3 separate regions of the Sus scrofa genome follow, and regions 1 and 2 are each linked to region 3. A link is a contact called in public Hi-C data. All regions are on one chromosome and are shown on one strand. The core of a region is the stretch at or near the end of the contact, and the rest is flanking DNA. Distances in the headings are between cores, read along the strand shown.

Evidence for each region. Hi-C and Micro-C count contacts between places; a contact is called where the count stands out from the background.
Region 1: a Hi-C map of fetal skeletal muscle shows a contact between it and region 3, with 1.8 times the contacts expected there. The contact joins the promoter of SLC25A37 here to the promoter of LOXL2 in region 3. A contact is called at or near these places in 1 of 47 Hi-C or Micro-C datasets (fetal skeletal muscle) and 1 of 2 datasets of contacts at active chromatin or transcription factors (skeletal muscle).
Region 2: a Hi-C map of fetal skeletal muscle shows a contact between it and region 3, with 4 times the contacts expected there. The contact joins the enhancer-like site here to the promoter of LOXL2 in region 3. A contact is called at or near these places in 1 of 5 promoter capture datasets (liver), 19 of 47 Hi-C or Micro-C datasets (alveolar macrophages, brain, embryonic fibroblasts and 10 more) and 2 of 2 datasets of contacts at active chromatin or transcription factors (alveolar macrophages and skeletal muscle).

The regions. Positions count from the first base shown.
Region 1 is chr14:7,663,108-7,666,420 of Sscrofa11.1, forward strand. It overlaps SLC25A37 (mitoferrin-1), which reads left to right and starts at 1,895. Exons shown (of 5, transcript XM_021072304.1): 1 at 1,895-2,255. The coding sequence starts at 2,046.
Region 2 is chr14:7,444,484-7,447,670 of Sscrofa11.1, forward strand. The region is part of intron 10 of LOXL2 (lysyl oxidase homolog 2); the gene reads right to left. Among named protein-coding and RNA genes, the nearest start is that of R3HCC1, 27 kb to the left of the region's middle. Within about 2 kb of position 1,553, at least 21 of the 83 cell types and tissues checked have an H3K27ac peak or open chromatin away from gene starts, as enhancers often do. A contact at or near this core is called in fetal skeletal muscle, retroperitoneal adipose tissue and skeletal muscle, where this site is marked.
Region 3 is chr14:7,538,942-7,542,264 of Sscrofa11.1, forward strand. LOXL2 (lysyl oxidase homolog 2) reads right to left here and starts at 1,758. Exons shown (of 14, transcript XM_021074114.1): 1 at 1,414-1,758.

The DNA.
Region 1 (3,313 bases), core at 645-3,144, 120 kb after region 3:
AGGGATGGAACTGGCATCCTCATGGATACTAGTGGGTTCTTAACCTGCTGAGCCACAACAGGAACTCCCTTCATTTTTTTAAAATTATAGAAATAATACAAACATTATTTGCCTGAAAAAATATAGTGAAAATACCTATATGCCTACATCACTATCGCAATAACCACTTTACCCTTTTCATGTGTGTATTTACATCTTTGCAAATGTAATGTTCATAAAATTTTGTTCTGATTTTTCACCTAATATTCCATCATAATCATTGCCCATGTTGTTGCCTGACATAACCACAATTTTAATGGCCCCATAATATTTCACTCATTCAGGTATTATCATTTAATTAGCCATTCCTCTCCAGTTGAACATTTTGGTTGTTTTCCATTATTCATTACTGTAAATAATGCTTTGAAGAGTGTTATGCCTATCTTAGACTCTTGTGTCACATTCTCTGAAGTGGGCAAAAGGGTTAATATGTACTGGTTAAAGGGTATCCATTTTTATAGAGTATCAACAGGTGTTGACCAACCTTGCTTGAAAAACCACTTTTGGTAAGAACAGGGAAATTTTTCTCCAACAATCACTAAATACAGAGCTTGTTTTACCTAGTCCATCTTGGGAGGAACTATTGGCAGCTACCAAAAACGGGGAGATGGTGCCTTGGCCTTGAAGCCTCTATTGACATTGCTCACATCACTGAACCTTAAATCCCTGAGAGCTTCCTGGGTTGTTGTGACCTGAATCTTGGGCCCAGGGTGAGGCCAAAGAGGGGTGCAGCACATTTAAGGTCCCCTTCCCCACCCTTTCATTATCTCAAGGCACAGCTTTCCTGACCAGAAGGCTTCTCTAGATAACGGGCAGTAAAAGTTGATCAGCTAGAGCCATGCCTCAAGGCACAGAATGTGCACAGTTTGATGTGCAGATGCCATGCTTCCATGGAGCCCTAGATTAATAGGCTACTCCTCTACTTTTTGATTTCTCCTCCATCCCCAGATGAAATAAGACAGTATCATTTAGGTTAAAATAAAGTAGCCTGGGTTACACTTTGAGAAGACAGCTTGGAATGAGTTTAAGAACTAGAGACCAGAGCCTTTCAAGCCAGGCAGACACAAGACTGCAAGATACACTCTTTCGGCTACTTTGCACCCTACTGTGAGACTGGGCCTCTAAAGCTCTTTCAGCCTCAGAAAAGTGAGCTGAAGGTGCCTACACAGAAGGGCTCCATCCTGGTGACTACTTGTCTTCACTAGCCCAGGGAAGGGTGAATTTAGCCCTTTTGTGAGAATGTGATGAGGAGAAAATTTTACTCTGTGTTTTCAGTGAAAGAAAAGACTTTGAGTAAATGGCTGTTCTCCCCAATAAAGCATCCTGGTGCAGAACCTTGAGTTTTTAGCTTCTTCTCTCCACGGTACATGACCTCTTGGTGCACAAAAGGAAATGCAGCACTCATATCATGCAGTGGGTCCTCAATTCTAGAACTCTACTCCACCCCCACGTGCCCCCCCCCCGCAGTCACCATAACTGTTCCATTGAGAATATTCGCAATAACTTCCCCCCACTCCAGGCCTGAGGAATGCCAAAGCTTTCTGAGCAATACTGTTTGCAAAATCCCAGGCTCTAGGGGCAGAATGACCACTCTTCCAGATCTCCCTTCAGCCTTAAGCATTTGCCCCCTGCGGCCAGGCTGACCCACCCCAGTGACTGACCCCCTGCCTGTCCCAAGCCTGGCAGCACCACCTCACCAGGAGGTAAGACAACTTTCCGGGACACCCCCAACGTCTCTCGCCCCCGTCCGGTTGCTTGGAAATTTGCACTGGACAGTGACGTCACACTGGGAGGCGGGTCCCCCCTTTCCCGCACACCAATGGCGAGGCAGCGGCTGGCCTTTTCTTTTCCAGTGATTGGGGCCCCTCTGCTCCACCCCAGCCCGCCATGGCGTCAGGCGCCGCAGCACCGGGGAGGTGGTTCCCACTTTAAAGAAGTGAAGTTTTTCGCCCCCTCCCCCTCCCCGCCTGCCTCTTGCAGCCTCCCGCGCCCCGCGGAGCCGGCGGATGGAGCTACGCTGCGGCGGCGTAGGGAGCCAGGCTGGGGGGCGCAGGATGGATGGGGACAGCCGAGATGGCGGCGGCGGCTGCAAGGACGCCGGGTCGGAGGACTACGAGAACCTGCCGACCAGCGCCTCCTTATCCACCCACATGACAGCCGGAGCGATGGCCGGGATCCTGGAGCACTCGGTCATGTACCCGGTAGACTCAGTGAAGGTGAGGCGCTAGGGGACTTTAGGGACGGAGCGAGAAGAGAGGAGAGCGCACTCGCCTGTGTTTGCATTTGCATCCCGCGCTGGAGCTGCCTGGGGGCAGCTCCCCGAAACTGCGCTCTCTCTGGAGCAGTGGCACCCCGCGTCTCGCCGGGAGCTGGCGCGCGCAGCCGGGGCGCCGAAGAACGCGCCGCGCCTCTCCTTCCGCTGCGCGCCTGGGCCCTGGGGCACCCCCGAGCCCACGAGGGTGCCCCAGTCTGCGTCCGGCTCAGGCACTGGCCCGCGTTCACGGCCCGGCTGGCTGCGGCCGGCGAGGAAAGTGGCTAGCGCCGCTGGCCGCTGTGGCGGAGGCGGGGTTCCCGAGGGAGGCGGCCGGTGCAGCTCTGCACAGTCTGACCGTGTCTGGCCACGCGATCGGACGGTTTGCGATTCCGGCTCGTCGCGGCTCCGCTGGCTCGCCTGGTGTCCGAGCCGCGGCGAGTGGCGTCTGCCAACCGGTGCCGGTGGTTGAGGCTGCCCACACGTGCGCCGTCCCCGGGGGACTCGCCGCCGGGAGCGCTAACCGCTCTCGCTCCGAGAAACGTGGCCCCGGCCCGGCCGCACGCCCTCCAGCAGTAGAGGCGTGAGACGTGCAGTGACATTTGCCATCTCTTTTTGTTACAGGGAGTCGGGGAGGCTGGGAGAGCGTGTGCTATAATAGCCCTTCTTAGGGTCTTGTGTAATAAGGCGTTCTGTTTGTCCCGCTCTTCCCGGGTAGTTTTAAATGCATTTCCTTAAGGAGACAGCTTTAGCCAGGCCGATTTTGCCTGAGCTGCCCTCTGTCAGTCTGTTCAGGACACCGAATGGCTAGGGGATAGGGTACTGCAGGAAAGTAATTCCAGGATTGATACATTGCACTTTTGTAGGCTTAACTCATCTAATTCATAGAGCAGCCCTGGGAATTAACAGAGGAAGAAACCCAGGCACAGAGAGGTGAACAAATTAGCCTGCGCTGGCTCATTTTCCACCTGAATCCTTTGACTCCAGCCCCACTGTGCTTTGGGAGATTTGGGGGCTCTCTAA
Region 2 (3,187 bases), core at 303-2,802, 95 kb before region 3:
TATGTCAGGTTCTTAACCCACTGAGCCACAATGGGAACTCCATCTTTGATGTCTTTTGAAGACTTTTTTTTTTCGTCTTTTTAGGGCTGCACCCACACATATGGAGGTTCCCAGGCGAGGGGTCGAATTGGAGCTGTAGCCGCTGGTCTACACCACAGCTCACAGCAACGCCAGATCCTTAACCCTCTGAGCAAGATCAGGAATCGAACCTGCGTCCTCATGGATACTCTTCAGATTAGTTTCTGCTGAGCCACGAGGGGAACTCCTGAAGACTTTTTAAGGTGGGAATATGGTGCGGAGGGAGAGAGGTTGAAGAGGGGAGGAGGTGTGGGAAAGGCACCCGTGTACCGAAGCAGGTGACATTGAGCAAATAAAAAGGAGGGGAGAGAGGGTTTCCTGCCCAGCGCGCAAGAGAGGGTGGCAGGTGCATCATGCGGGCCCAAGAAGGAGCAGAGGGGGACGCTTGTGCACTCCGGTGCCTCTTGCCTCAGCTGAATGTTTTCTTTTGTTTTTTTCTTTGCTTTTTTTTTTAAGGTTGCACCTGCAGCATATGGAGGTTCCCAGGCTAAGGGTCAAATCAGTCAGAGCTGCAGCTGCCCGCCTATACCACAGCCATAGCAACAGGGATCGAGCCGCATCTGTGACCTACACCACAGCTCACGCAAAGCTGAATCTTTAACCCACTGAGTGAGGCCAGAGATCGAACCTATGTCCTCATGGATACTAGTTAGATTCGTTTCCTCTGTGCCACAACAGGAACTCCTCTGCTGGAGTGTTTCCTTAACAGTGTCCCAACTCATACCTTGAGGGGAGATGAGAACAGATGCAGATCCTTGGGAAGGCCTGTGTTTGGTGCAGAATAAATAAGGGAAACAGGCTGAGGCTCTTGGTAGCCAGGCCCATCCTAAGCTGCTATATGCAATCACAAGCGGCTGCACAGATTTGAATGTGCTTGTCTCTGTCATTACAGGGACATTTGGGAAATGGGGGAAAACCAGGAACAAGGTACCCAGCCTTGGGGAATAGAATGCGAGTTTTGCTTCTGTGCAACCCGAGATCCCTCCTTAGGAAAGACAGAATGACAGCGTGACCCCTGTGGGGGCTTCTGGAAGGATGGATTAGGAGACATCACAGAAATACCTCCTTGCTTGAAATCTGGGGCTTGTAACTGAGGAGCACTAGGTACCTGGCACCGCTCATTCTTGTACCCCTCCTGGGAGTGATGGCATCGTATTTTATTACCAGCACCACTGCTCCCATCGCTCCCATCATCCCCAGATCCACAGCAGCTCCCTGGCCTCCCAAGCCTCAGGTGGCTGGTCTCAGGTTCCCTTTGCTGGAACAGGAGCAGGAGAGGACAGGGGGAAGAGAGAGATTAAAAGGCCAGGCTGCAGAGAGGAAATTAGAGGCTCTTTTCCCTTCCTCCTGTGTTGGGCTTGTGCTAAAAATAATGTCAGAAGTTCCTAAGTTGGGCTTTTCCCAGGTCACTCATGTTGCTGGGTAAAAGGATGCTGAGCCAGAGGCCCACAGGACCATTCACAAGGACGTGTTTTGTGGCTGTTGAAGGGATGATTTTGAACGAGTCTATTTTGGCTTCTGGAGAGAGCATGATGAGACATGAGGTCTGACTCACTGCCTAAAACATGTCTGCATCTTTCAGAGAGGGGTTTATGTTACCATGTTTACCGGCTGGAAAGACTGAAGAGGAATAGGCTATGTTCCGTTGTCTAAACAAAATTCAGACGGAGTCCACAGACGGACTCTTGTAAGGCTGACCTTCTCCCGCTCCCCCTGTTTCCTGAAAACTTGATTTAAGAGTCTTCCCCCAACTCTTCAGTTTTTCCCCTGCAGACACCAGGAGGAAACAGCTGGTGTGGAGCCTCCTGATTCTGGCTGGCTGCCCTGCGGGAGCCTCTATGCTTTCTGTCTGGGGGGCATGTGGACATCACCTCCGGGGCCACATTTCCCGCAACCAGGGGCGCCCCCCCTCCACCACCCATACAAGCATCCCAGGAGACACAAAGCAGGGCTGCTGAGAAGGCAGGAGGGTGCCTCCTGGTGATCAGGGGACATTTCCTCTCTTCAGGCTGAGTGTCCTGAGCTTCAGGGGTCTAAGTGGGGGGGGGGGGGCTGAGCCATGGGATAAAGTTAGGGAAACTCTGATTTGCAAAAAAAAATTTCAGAAGTCTATGGGGGGGAAGAATATCAGACACTAGGCAGAGGTGACTGTAACCTGGATGAGAGGAAGGACAGCCTTCTAACCGTGCGATTCCGGAGTTCTAGGGCGGCAGTGGTCCAGGCAGGATGCTCAGCGGGAGGGGGACCCCCATCCATCAAGGGCCATGAATATGAAAGAGCAGGGCTCCTGGCATTTCCCTCTAGGTCTGGTTGTTAAGGAGACTCCTCCGGGGGTCAGTCTCTGTGTTTCATCTTAGTGCTTTCAAGGAACAGAGCTCTGTTCCTCACTGCAGCACCCACTACATCGGGAGGGAGAGTCTTCCTGCTCACACTTATTTGAGCCGGGGTTCTCAACTCGGCCCCACAGATGGCCTTCGGTGTCTGTAAATCTGCCAACACAGGATGTTCCATCTAGAAATGACTTTTTGGAGTGGAGGATGGGCCAGCTTTCATCACACTCCCACAGGGACCCGACAGAGATTTGGGGCCAGGGGTCCTGTTGAAAGGTCCTCCCACAGAGCCTGGAGAAGGCCTTCTTACACTCCCTGGGGACTTCTGGTCAGAGGTTCTCAGCCAAGGTCCAGGAAGGCAAGCCCTGAAGGGACATATGCTTAGCCAGGATGTTCTTTCCCAGCCATCCCTCCCAAATCATTGATTGCAACATCCGTAAACAAAGAAATAAAACAGAACTCAGGAAAAGCAGGGGTTGGAGGGGTGGGTGCGGGGTGTCAAAGTTCCTGGAGCTCCAGCTCAGAAGAAACACTTCCAGAACGTTGCCATGTGTATCCTTAGAGAAGGGACTGTTCTTTGGAGATCAGGCCTGTGTCACCGGGAGACTCCCACCACGTGGTGCCTGGGTGGAGCGCCATATGCAGGGCAGAGATGCAATTACCTTCTACTTAGAGACCCACAGGCCAGTGTTTCTGCCCATGTGCTTTCTGAAGGAAATCAGGCACCCGTATGTCATGGCTTTAATTCTACTCCCTGACTTCCTCCCTGTAAAAGACCT
Region 3 (3,323 bases), core at 508-3,007:
GAGCACTTCGTCTTCGTCCTAAGCCCCATCTTAACCAATAAGTATACAATACACCATAAATAACTAAATCATTCCACAAGGGTGACATATGGCCTTTTGTGGGTCCCAGACAGGCTAAAGGTGGGGGTAAGGATGGGGCCTGGAGTAAGGGATATAGGTCGAGTCTCCACACTGACTACGCAGCATCTTGGGCGTCAGCACTTTTCCTTTTCTGCAAAAAGAATCGATTGGACTGATCTGAACATCTCCACAGTTCTGAGATTTCAGGAGATGAAATTAGTTCGGGGGTATGTTTCTAACTTTCATTCCTATCGCAGGGCCCGAAGTTTCCCAGCTTCGAGAAGTTCAGTCCCCCTCCCCCACAGCGTGTCGCCGCCGCGCCTCGCTCCACCCAGGCTGGGCTTTGGTGGTCTTTCCCGGTTCGGGTGAGGGATGACGACGGAGAGGAAGGCATCTCGCCGGTTTCTTCCAATCATATTTATTCCGGCGCTGATTTACAGCGACACCTCCGGCGGGCAGCTACTTCAGAGCGTTCCAGAAGGTGTGGGCTGGGGGGCGGGGGCGGGGGCGGGAGCGTGGTGTCCAAAGCGCCTGCGTAAAACTTGGGGGCACTGAGGACAGAGGGAGTATCCGCACACCACCAGGATGAGCCCCAGGGCGATCCTGCACGTACGACCCATGGGTTCGCCTGTGCTGGTTCTTTCCTATTCCAGGGCCTCCCAGTGACTACGGCGGGAGAGGTTTCCTGGAACCCGGACGAGCCAAGAATGAATACCTCGGGTGCGGACCTCGCCGCTCAGCGCACAGGACTCAGGGCGCTCCTGCGCTCAGCCGAGGCTTTCTCGGGAGAAAACTGACTCCAGGCTGTGGGCTCTAGAGCTACCAGGCTCAGCCCCATGCCCCTACCCCGCCAACCCCAGCCCTGTGCGCTCCACATCCCCAAAGCCACAGCCCCGGGGACACTCCAGGGCGGCCCCCATCCCCGCGCGCGCTCCACACCTCAAAAGCCAGAAGTCCGGGCACCAGCGCAGTCCCCAGGGTCCCGCGCTCCTAGGCACCTACCGCGCACCGAGTCTCTCCTGGCTCTATCCTGCCTGGTCGCAGGAGCCCCTGGCGAGCAACGAACCAAGCGCCCTGCTCCCTGGGGCGCGCCTGCTGCGTCGGCTCGCAGAGTTCAGGCGAGGTGGGGCTGGGTGAGTCCGCCCTAGTCGGAGCAGGACCCGTTAGCCTGCACGTCCTCGTCTCTCCAAACATGAAGCCCTCCCTCTGGATGCCCGCCGCTCGAGTCCTGGGAACCCCAAGCAAGGCTGAGAGGGGGGCCCCGAGGAGAGCGGAGCCTGGAGACCCACCAGGACGCCCTGGCTTTCCCGAGAACCGCCATGGGGAGAGGGGACGCGCAGGCAGCGCTCTTACTTGGCAGCAGAAGTGCGCGCTGGCTCGGCTGGGGCCAGGCTTTCCACAGCGGCCCCTCTCCTGCGCCCGGCGCCGCGGAGCCCACTACCCGAACAGAGCAGACGAGCCGAAACTTCCGGCCGTTGGAAAAAGCGAGCTCCCAGTTTTAGGAAGCCGAGCGCCGGAGTAGCGCTTTTCCCGGTACTTTTAACCAGCGCCCCACAGCAAACCCTCCCCGGACCCACCCCCTTCCCTAAAGGCGGCCACCGCCGCAGGCCCGGCCTCCTGCCCCTTTTGTTCCGCGGGGAAGCCGCGCGCCAATGGGGCAGCCCTTCCCAGGCTCTTCTCGCCCAGGTTTCCGGAGCCTGAGTAGCTAGGGAGCGGACTTTTCCTCGGGAGATTCTTCCACACTCCAACCCCCTACCCCCCGCCTAGATCCTGGAATTTAACTCTTTGTGGTCCTAATCCACCAGCATTCGGGTCCGTGCCTAATCCATCTTCCTATCCAGAACCCGGCACTTTCTGGCTCGTAGTAGACGCTCAATAAAAACTGATGAATGAAAGACTTCAGAAACTTTCGTCCATCTCCGCTGGGTTTCTCCTCTCTGGAGGAAGCAGTTTCCGAAGGTGATTGCAAAGAGCCCCCTTTCTTCCAGCAGATCACATCTTCGGCCTCAGCCAAAATTCTTTCTCCCCTGAGGATCAATTTTCTCCTTTGTAATTAAAGGCTTTGGACTCAGTGACCTCTAAGGTCCGTCCCCACACCCGAGGGCCAGGATTAGCAAGCCTGGGCTAAGGGCGCATATTGTGCAGAAGGATCTCCATGCCTGGTTCTGAGGCTCACACTAGGGGCAAAGTGAGGGGGTCCTGCGGGCTGGGGGCATCCTCTGAGGAGATTCCCGGACCTCTTAAGCAAGAACAAGGTTTGGCTGGGCAGGAGGCAGCCAGCTGCAAAACAAGGCACCCATCTGTGGGGTGTCTATGCAGACAGAACCCAGAAGAGGACTTCCATTAAGGGTGGTGATCCTCCTCCAGGTCCTTATACTCTCTGCCCATTCGGGTCCCTCCCAGCAGACCCCAGCTCTAGCCCTGATAGGTGGCTAGTTCATCTAGTCCATCTCAGATCCACTAGAGGGGGATAGCTCTAGTCCATCTCAGACTCCAGCAAAAACTTCCCTCCTCTAGGGTGGACTTTCGTAAATCCACGGCTCTCTAGGACATTCCCACAGCCACAGCTAACCTAGCAAGTCTCAAACTTAGCACCCTAACTCACAGCCCTCCACCCTGTGAGTTCTCTTCTGCCCTCCTTCCTACCCTCCACACGGAATCAACCCCTGGTCTGGTGGGTGGTGAAGCCAAGGAACAGGAGGGAGGTGGGTGTGGTTCTAAAAGGGCACCGGGAGTTCCTGTGCTGTTGGAACTGTTCAGTATCTTGGCTGTGGTAGTGGATGCAAGAAGCTACGCAGGTGATATAATTGTATAAACTTAATATACACAAGGACACACACACACTACACACAAAGTACAGGTAAAACAGGAAATCTGAATAAGATCAGCGGATTGCATCAAAGTCAATATTCTAGTTGTGATTTTGTCCTACAGTTTTGCAAAATGTCACCATTGGGGAAACTGGGCAAAGTGGGAAGGCTCCCTCTGTATTATTTTTACAATTGCTTATGAATCTATAATTATCTCAATAAAAATGTCCACTGAGGGGAAAAAAAAAAGCCCATGTAACTCCAGGGCCCTCAGGATGCTACCTGAACCTCTTATTACAGCTGACACTTTCTCCTAAGGGCGTTTTCAGCCTGCCCATCTCCCAGCCACTCCCCCCATCCAATAGGTTCTACTATGCCTAGTTTTTACTTACCCTATGCCTATGCCTAATTCACACCCCGTTCCTGTTTCACACCCCAGGGCCTTTGCACATG